Linked DNA regions of Sus scrofa: region 2 is linked to region 1. The links are chromatin contacts, called in public HiChIP or PLAC-seq maps. All regions are on one chromosome and are shown on one strand. The core of a region is the stretch at or near the end of the contact, and the rest is flanking DNA. Distances in the headings are between cores, read along the strand shown.

Evidence for each region. HiChIP or PLAC-seq counts read pairs in DNA pulled down with a chosen protein or histone mark.
Region 2: an H3K27ac HiChIP or PLAC-seq map of alveolar macrophages shows a contact between it and region 1. The contact joins the promoter of ADAM8 here to the promoter of FUOM in region 1. A contact is called at or near these places in 1 of 47 Hi-C or Micro-C datasets (epiblast stem cells) and 1 of 2 datasets of contacts at active chromatin or transcription factors (alveolar macrophages).

The regions. Positions count from the first base shown.
Region 1 is chr14:141,334,956-141,338,980 of Sscrofa11.1, reverse strand. FUOM (fucose mutarotase) reads left to right here and starts at 2,353. Exons shown (of 6, transcript XM_001927817.6): 1 at 2,353-2,991; 2 at 3,637-3,705. The coding sequence starts at 2,907.
Region 2 is chr14:141,231,472-141,235,496 of Sscrofa11.1, reverse strand. It overlaps ADAM8 (disintegrin and metalloproteinase domain-containing protein 8), which reads left to right and starts at 1,769. Exons shown (of 24, transcript XM_021073932.1): 1 at 1,769-3,421. The coding sequence starts at 3,376. TUBGCP2 (gamma-tubulin complex component 2) reads left to right here. Exons shown (of 18, transcript XR_002338877.1): 17 at 180-380; 18 at 1,411-1,643.

The DNA of each region.
Region 1 (4,025 bases), core at 1,104-3,603:
ATCTTGGCAGGGCACAGGAGCCACCTGCATCAGTCAGCTGTTGCTTAACAATCATCCCCAAACTTTGTGGCTTGAAGCAGCAGTCATCGCACTTTGTACGGGTCAGGAATCCACACAGGCCACCTGGGGCAGCTCGTCTCTGCTCCCGAAGTCTGGGGCCTCAGCTGGAACCGCCTGGCCAGTTGTTCACTGGCCTGGTTGATGCTGCATCTGCTGGGCTGAACTGGGGCCGTGGCCTGAATGCCTCAGGAGGGCGCCCCTCGTTCTCTTGGGCTTCCTGCCAGTCCCGAGTCTGGGTTTCTGATGTCAGCAATTCACAAAAAAATAGAAGCAGGGAGTTCCCATCGTGGCACAGGGGAAACGAATTCAACTAGGAGCCATGAGGTTGCAGTTTCAATCCCTGGCCTCGCTCAGTGGGTTGGGGATCTGGCGTGGCTGTGGCTCTGGCGTAGGCCAGGAGCAGCAGCTCCGATTAGACCCCTAGCCTGGGAACCTCCACGTGCCAAGGGCATGGCCCTTAAAAAAAAAAAAAAAAAAAAAAAAAAAGTGGAACCAACAAATTACTTAAGTAGAAATTAGTAAAATGAATTGTGCACACATTGCAAAGAGAGTCTGCAAACCAGGAGCCCTCAAACCAAACAGAAACTGAGGCTCAGAGGATGGTGTTATAAGCAGCTTATGTAGTGGGTGGGCAGTGATGATTTCTTATAGTTACAAGATTATTTTCTTATGTGACAGGGACTTGTTTAGTGGTCACCTCATACCAGTTTGGGGAAACTGAGTTTTGTTTTCAGAAGCATAAGCGAGACTTGTTCCAGATCAAGTTGACCTTCCTTATCCTGCAGAGGAAACTGAAGGACGCCCTGCTTGTGTGACTCACTGCTTTTGTCTGCTCGGGGGGATTTTCCCAGTGGCCTTTGGTTTTCACACGAGGGCAGGTGTTCTGAAGGCAGAATCGGCAGGAAGCCCTTTGTGACCCGCCCCAGGAGCCAGGCAGCACCATGTCCAGCATGTTCTGTTGGAAGAGTGACAGAGGTCTACCTGGTTGGAGCAGGGGGCAGAGCCCACCTCTCGGAGCCGTGCCCTTGCCCCGTGGCGTGGCCTGTCCTGCGGCGTAGCAGGGGTCCTGCCATGTGGAGAAAACACCATCACACCTGTCGACTGAAAAAAATGTGCAACCTGAAAGTTGAGAATTAAGCTTTATCTGGTGGACGCGCTGAGGAGTTTAAACGAGATACAGCCTCTCAGTGAGCTCTGAGGGACTGTTTTGCAGACGCAGAGGGGCAGAAGCAGCTAGGCGGGGGTTCCCTGGAGAAAGAGCCACGAATGGCTTTCCTGGTCTGAAAGCCTGTTTCGGCCTAAGCCATTTTTGTGATCGAAGCCTGACTCAGTGCTTGCCCTTGACCAGGTCTCAGTAACTAATGATCTTAAGGGAAGAGAGGAATGCAGGGACAGAAAAAAGGCAGGCAGGCCGCAGTGCAGTGATGCGGCAGGGTCCTGGCTCCTCCTCGGGGCACGCGGAAGAATAGACCTGGAGAGCTGCAGGCGCTAGGGCCCCGGGCCGGTGGAGGGTGGGGTGGTGGGGTGGATCCCCCTGGCTTCAATCGACTGAAGCTCCGGCTCTGTCCACCTCTGGCCCAACTCTAAGCTGCATTCTCCCCTGCTCAGGCCCCTTCATGAATAGGCATGTACCCTTAGCTTAAAACTTCCCTGGCTTGAGTTCCCATTATGGCTCAGAGGAACGAATCTGACTAGTACCCTTAAGGACTAGGGTTCGATCCCTGGCCAAGCTTGTGAGCTGTGGTGTAGGTTGCAGACATGGCTCAGATCCCGAGTTGCTATGGCTGTGGTGTAGGCCAGCAGCTGTAACTCCAATTCCACCTGTAGCCTGGGAACCTCCATACATCTCGGGTGAAGCCCTGAAAAGCAAAAAAAAAAAAAAAAAAGAATTTAGGGCTTTTCTGTGTATGGGGGGGATGCAAGAGCCTGGGTTCTTTGAAATCACTCCTTTGATGTGCACCCCATCAGGGCCAGTGCTGTCTTTCTCCTTTCTCATTCTCCCTCAGGGCCCCCTCAGGGGCAGCTGCAGTGGCTGAAGTCCAGATGGCCTCAACATGCTTTGTGAACTGAAATGGCATTCTTTATCTGTGCGCCAGGCTCAGCCCTGGAGCCTGAGAGGCTGTGGCCTCCCCTTTGGGGCAGCGGCCATCTTCTGCCACCGGAATTGCAGGTGGCAGGACCGGATGGAGAAGCGCGGTGTGGTAGATGGTCCCGGCTTCCGAATCTCCGGGACCAAAGGTCAAGGGGGGAGGAGACTCTGGCCCGCCGAAGGTGCTCCCTCCACAGTGTAGACACCTAGACTTGGGAGTGGGGTGGGAGTCAGCGCGCTGCTGTCCCGGGTTCCCGAGGGGGTCTCGGCAGGCTGGCACCTGAGACAGGGTAGGGGGTGCTCTCCGCACACCCGCTTGGCCTGGAGGTCACACCTGCCTGCCCTCAGGGGTCCTTCGTGTGAACAGTGTTGAGTGCAGGAGAAAAGTCCACCCTGAGCCGCCATCCACGCCACCCGACGGCGCCACGGACCCTGCGTGCGGGGTGGAGGGCGGGTCGGAGGCCCTCACGCAGGGAAGGCGCTGGGGAGGCTTGGAACACAAACACACGTGGACGCCCGAGTCCTGGACCCGGCGAGGGTCCCGAGGCCCCGAAAGGCGGTGCCTGCGGGGCTGGGCTGGCCGTGGGCACCTGCCCAGCGAGACCGCGAGGCCTCAGTGCCGCATCGGGGACCCGCCTCGCGGCTTCCGGCAGCCGGGGCTCCCTTCGGGTCACGCCCATCCCGTCCAGACCCCGCCCCTGTGGACTCGGCCCCGCCCCCTTCCGCCCCGCCTGCCGCTCTTCCACCCGCCGCGAGCATGGTGGCGCTGAAGGGCATCCCCGCGCTGCTGTCCCCGGAGCTGCTCTACGCCCTGGCGCGAATGGGGCACGGAGATGAGATCGGTGAGCGCGGCCAGGGCAGAGCCTTGGGGAGACCCCGGTGCCCAGGATAGAAGTCGGGCGAGGCCCCTGGGGCCCTGCCGTCCCCGGCCCCGCAGGGGTCCAGTCTCACGCTGTGTCCCGTCTGGGAGCGGACTCCTCGCGCCGGGTTAGAGCCGGATCCTGGGTGGGGGCATTGATTTGGCCGCCCCCGCCTTCTTCAGGAAACCGAAGGCTGGGCGGTCACGAGGACGATGGCCCTTGGTCCGGGAGGGGCTGTATCCGGGCAGGTGTGGTTCCTCCTCTAGCCCGGATGTCCGCGGCTTCGGGCGGCCAAGAAGTACACACTCCGCCTCAGGCCCTACGTGCCCTCATGCTCCAGTACCCTCCCCACACGGCCCCGAAGGGCCACAACCGCCTGCGCCAAGGCTGTGCCTAACGTTTGCAGCGGCCTCTCTTCTCCTGGGCCATCAGCCTGGGCCGGGCTGCGTGAGCAGACGCTGGGCAGGCCTCCGGGCAGCTTTCTGGTAACACCTGCAGCTCCTCCTACAGGTGCAGCCCCCCTCCGCTCCCCCACCCCCCGGAGGAGATGGGAGGGGCAGTGGGCGTGGCCTAACGCGCCGGGGCTGCGCGGACCTACCGCGGCCGCTAACGGTGTCTGCCGTTCAGTCCTTGCAGATGTGAACTTCCCCACGTCCTCCGTCTGCAGGTGTGGCCCGGAGGAGATCCGCGCTGACGGTGAGGGCCCCCCCCCCCCCCGGGCAGGGCAGGCTTGGGGAGGGTGGGCTGTCCTGAGCTTGCGCTCTCCAGGTGCGGCCGCTCTGCGCCTACTGCGCCCACCCGCGATCCAGGAAATCTCAGGGCCAGGACCCTCAGGATTCTCCCTGCAGCCCCCAGCCCCTGGAAGTGAGCCAGGACCTGCTGCTCCATCTCACACACCTTAAAAATGGGGAAACCGGCCTGGACCCTTCTTGGCTGTGAGCAGTGGTTCCCAGCCCAGGTCAGGGGTTCAGCATTTACTCTGCTGTGGTGACCTGGCCCCGAAGGGTCCCAGGGTC
Region 2 (4,025 bases), core at 520-3,019, 100 kb after region 1:
GTCAGCTTCAATCCCTGGGCTGCACGATCCGGGGCCCGCTTCTTCCGGGCGCCCAGTGGCAGGGGAGGCAGGCCAGCTACCGCAGCATGTCCTGCGTCTCAGGAATTTTCACACTGGCCTGTCTTTTTACCTCTTATCACTGAAAACTTCCCAAGACACTTTCTTCTATTAAAAAAAAGAGAAAGGCTGAGCCGCCGGAGGTGGCGTGTCTTGCAGTGCCTGGCCGAGCACGTGGACGCTCCGCAGCTGGCCTCCAGCTTTGAGGCCACCATCACCAAGTTCGATAAGAACTTCTCAGCGCACCTGCTCGACCTCCTGGCCCGGCTGAGCATCTACAGCACCAGCGACTGCGAGCACGGCATGGCCAGCGTCATCTCCAGGTGGGCGCCACGGCCCTCGCGTCCACGCCGCTCGCCATGCACCCTCCGTCACCCAGGGCAGGTGTGACTGGGGCCACATCGGCTCGGCTGAGGCCGCTGTCCTTGGCCTCCTTCCTCTGCTGCCACCACTGCTGGTCACTTGCTGGGGGGACAGCACGTGTACACGTGTGTGTGTTCACGTGTGTGCATTCCCAGATGGGTGTGCTCACACACGTGTGTGTGTTCACCAGTGGGCACCGGGTTGCCCCATCAGTCCCCCAGTTTGTCAGTGCCCCCAGGGCCCTGGTCAACTGCACTCAGCGCTGTGCGCCTGAGCCAGGACCCAGGGCACTAGAAGGGCCCTTTGGCCCTGTTTGCAGGTGAGCAATGAGGTGCTGTCCTGGGGGGAGCGGGGGGACAGGAAGTCGCTGGGAGCAGTTGGGGGGGGGTCCGGTCAGCTCATCCGGTCTGCCTTGCTGGGTGCATGGGGCTGGCTGTGCCTCAGACCAGCACCTCGAGCTGCCGTGACTGTCTGGGGTGCACTTCAGCAACCCTGGGAACGGCCAGCATACAGGTCTGATGCGAGCAGGAGTCCGTAGGGTCTGTGTGGAGAGGACGGGGGTGTGGTGGCTACAGACTGGCCAGCAGGGTTTGTGGGTCCCTGCCCCTCAGGGGGTCGTGGTGGTCTTCTCACTTGAGGGGGGCGCCTGGTGGGGAGGGGCAGCCTGGTGGGCCGCCTGAGACTTAGCCAAGCCTCGGGACCACTCTGTGTTGCCCACAGGCGTCTCTGGGTCCTGGGCCAGGGTTGCAGAGCCCCGCCATCCGGCCTGGAGGCGTCCGTCTCAGCTTAGCGTCCTCCTGTGGCCCAGCTCCCATGCCAGCAACGCTGGGGCAGGCGGAACCCAGGGCCCACGGGTGCTGGCCACCTGAGCACCCCGGCGCCTGGGGCAGAGCCGGCCCTTCGCTGTGGGCCGGAAAGGGGGTTGCCAGCACAGCCCCCAGGGGAGCCCCCGCCCCCATATCTGCAAGGACCCCACTTGCTTCCCCACAGGCTTGACTTTAACGGCTTCTACACCGAGCGGCTAGAGCGCTTGTCCGCAGAGAGGAGCCAGAAGGCAGCCCCCCCAGTGCCCGGGCCTCGGGGGCCCCCAGCTCTAGTGCCCAGGGTCGCCGTCACCGCACAGTGAAGCTGCAGGTGGATGAGTTCAGAGGTCTTTCATCAGGAGTTCCTGGAACTCGTGTGCGTGTGTTCTTGTTTAAGCATAAAGTCTAGAAGCATCTGCACTCATCTCCTGTCGTTTCTCAGGGTTCACACACTCAGACCAGACACTTCTGAGTTGAGCAGAGTCACTTTAAAGAATTTTTTTGGCCTCGAGTAAGACACAGTCAAAACACACAGCATCTGAACAACGTGAGCACGGTCTCCGTGGTGCCGCGGGGGCACCGTCGCAGCCTGGTGCCCACCCCTGTCCCTGTGACTGGGGCAGGGCTCCCTGAGGTCAGCAGGAAGCCCTCAAACTGTGGGCCTGGGTTTGGTCTGGGCAGCAGGGGGCAGCAGAGCCCCTGGTCCTGTAGCTGGAGTGGCCTGGCATGTGAGTCACCTCTGAGGATGGATGAGCTGCCTGGGCCAAGGGCTGTGTCCTGTGGGGCCGAGCCTTGTCCAGCCCTCCTGGGGGCGACCTGCCGTGAATACCTTGGTGCTGCTGTGGGCCCTTCCCAGCCAAGCTGCCTCTTTCCGCTGAATTCCACGTGTGCCATTTTCAAGATTGAGTTCTGACCATCCGCTCCAGGAGGCCCCTGGGCAGATGAGGGTTGATGAGGGTGCCCAAGGACAGGGGTGCCCTGTGGAGGGGATGCCCGGAGCTGAGGGGTGGCTGCAAGCCACAAACTGCTTCCTCTCCTCAGCTGCCGTGTGTGCAGGCATGACTTGTGAGTAAGCAGGCTTATCTGCTGACCGAATTGCTGCAGTCCCAGCTTGTGCAACTCGGGAGCTGAGCACAGATGCCCATCTGACCCCAAGTCCCAAAGCCCCGGGCCCCTGTCCTAGGCTTGGGCAGCGGGGTTTTCTGAGGCACCTCCAGGTTGCACGCGGTGACGGTGGGAGGGAGCGGACTGTGGGCATGGGGTGGAGGGTGGGGGTCCTGGCCACCAGTGTGGCGTCCTTGGTGAGCCGAGTGTCCTGGTCTGGGCAGCTCACCGTGGGTGTTTTTGCCCAAATAGGGGCTTGCTGCTTCGGCACTTCTGCTTTCAGGTGGCATATGTGGCACCAGAGAAGAGAAGTGCAGTTGCCAGGAGGGTTTGCGTGGTTTCGTAACACGCAGTTGGGTGTGAGCTCAGGGACAGGAGCTGCCTGCGCCGTCACTGTGGCCTTGGGGCTTGTCACCTGCGCCCGAGATGCCCCAAAGTGTGTGTGGCCCTTCCCGCCTTGTCTTGCTTTTCTGCCATTCACTTTGGGGGAGATGGTGGGCCGTTGCCTGCCTGGTCTGGAGCCCTGTGGGCCCCACGCCCTTTCACCTGCAGCCTGGACATGGCCCAGGGAGCACATCCAGCAGCGAGGCTTGGGCCCCACCAGCCAGTCCAGCTGCAGGAGGCCTGAATCCCAGGTACCAGGCCAGAGTGGCCCGGGTCAGCGTGTCCACCTACCCCTGCGTTAATTCGGTCCGTGCTTATCAAGTTTTGCTGGACCCTGGATAAGGGACAACACTATCCAAGAGCCGCGGGGGACCAGAAATACACCTGGGAGGCGGGGCGGGGCTGGCCCCCAGGTGCCCAGGCCCCGCCCCTCCCAGCGTCCCTGGAGCCGATTGGCGGCGGGCGGGGGGCTGGCCGCCAGGGCGGGGCGCGCGGGAGTGAGTCCCTGAGCCAGTACTGCGCCGCTGGGCGCGGAACTTCCTCCTCGCGCTCACCGTGAACGACCCCAGACCTCCAGATCCCTGGCCTGGACCCTGGAACCTCGGGCCCTGAGCCTGCCAGGCCCCGACCCTCAGGCCACCTCCTCCCTCGTCCACCCCGTGCCATGCGCGGCCTCGAGCTCCCGCTGCTGGCTTCGCTGTGGCTGCAGGGTGAGTGCTGGGTGTCGGGGTCTGGCTCCTCTGGTCCCCTGGCCCCCTGCGCCCCGCACAGGGCTCTGGGCTGGTCTCTTGGAGTCATTGGAGGCAGAGGTGGCCAGTGGCCACTCAGGGGTGAGGCCCTGGAGACAGAAACTTCAAAAGAGAACTGTGGGGGGAAATGGCCACCTGGGCGTTTCCTGGGCGGGGGGGGGGTGCAGGGACAGAGCAGGGGGGACCAGTTGCTTGGGCTCCATCCCAAGGCCTTGGAGCAGCCCCCGCCTCCACCTGCACCAGGACCCCAGCCTGGCAGGGAAGGGGCACGGGGAGCAGTGGCCTGGTGCTGAGGTGTAGGGGCACCCCAGGGGTTGTCTTGCCACATATGGACCTGCCTCTCCCTTGGGGGGACTGACGATGCGGCTGGCCCTGGGTCCTGAGGTCCTCCTGGGGCTCTGGGGAGAGGGTGCTTTCTGCGCAGGGGCCCTGGGCTGGCCCACCCTCCGGCTCTGACTCCTGGAGGGCTGCCGGACAGTGGTGTTGGAAACACACCACTGACACCTTGAAAGGGAGAAAATAATCATCACCCTTGGTCCTCGACTCTGGCCCTGCTGCTGGTGAT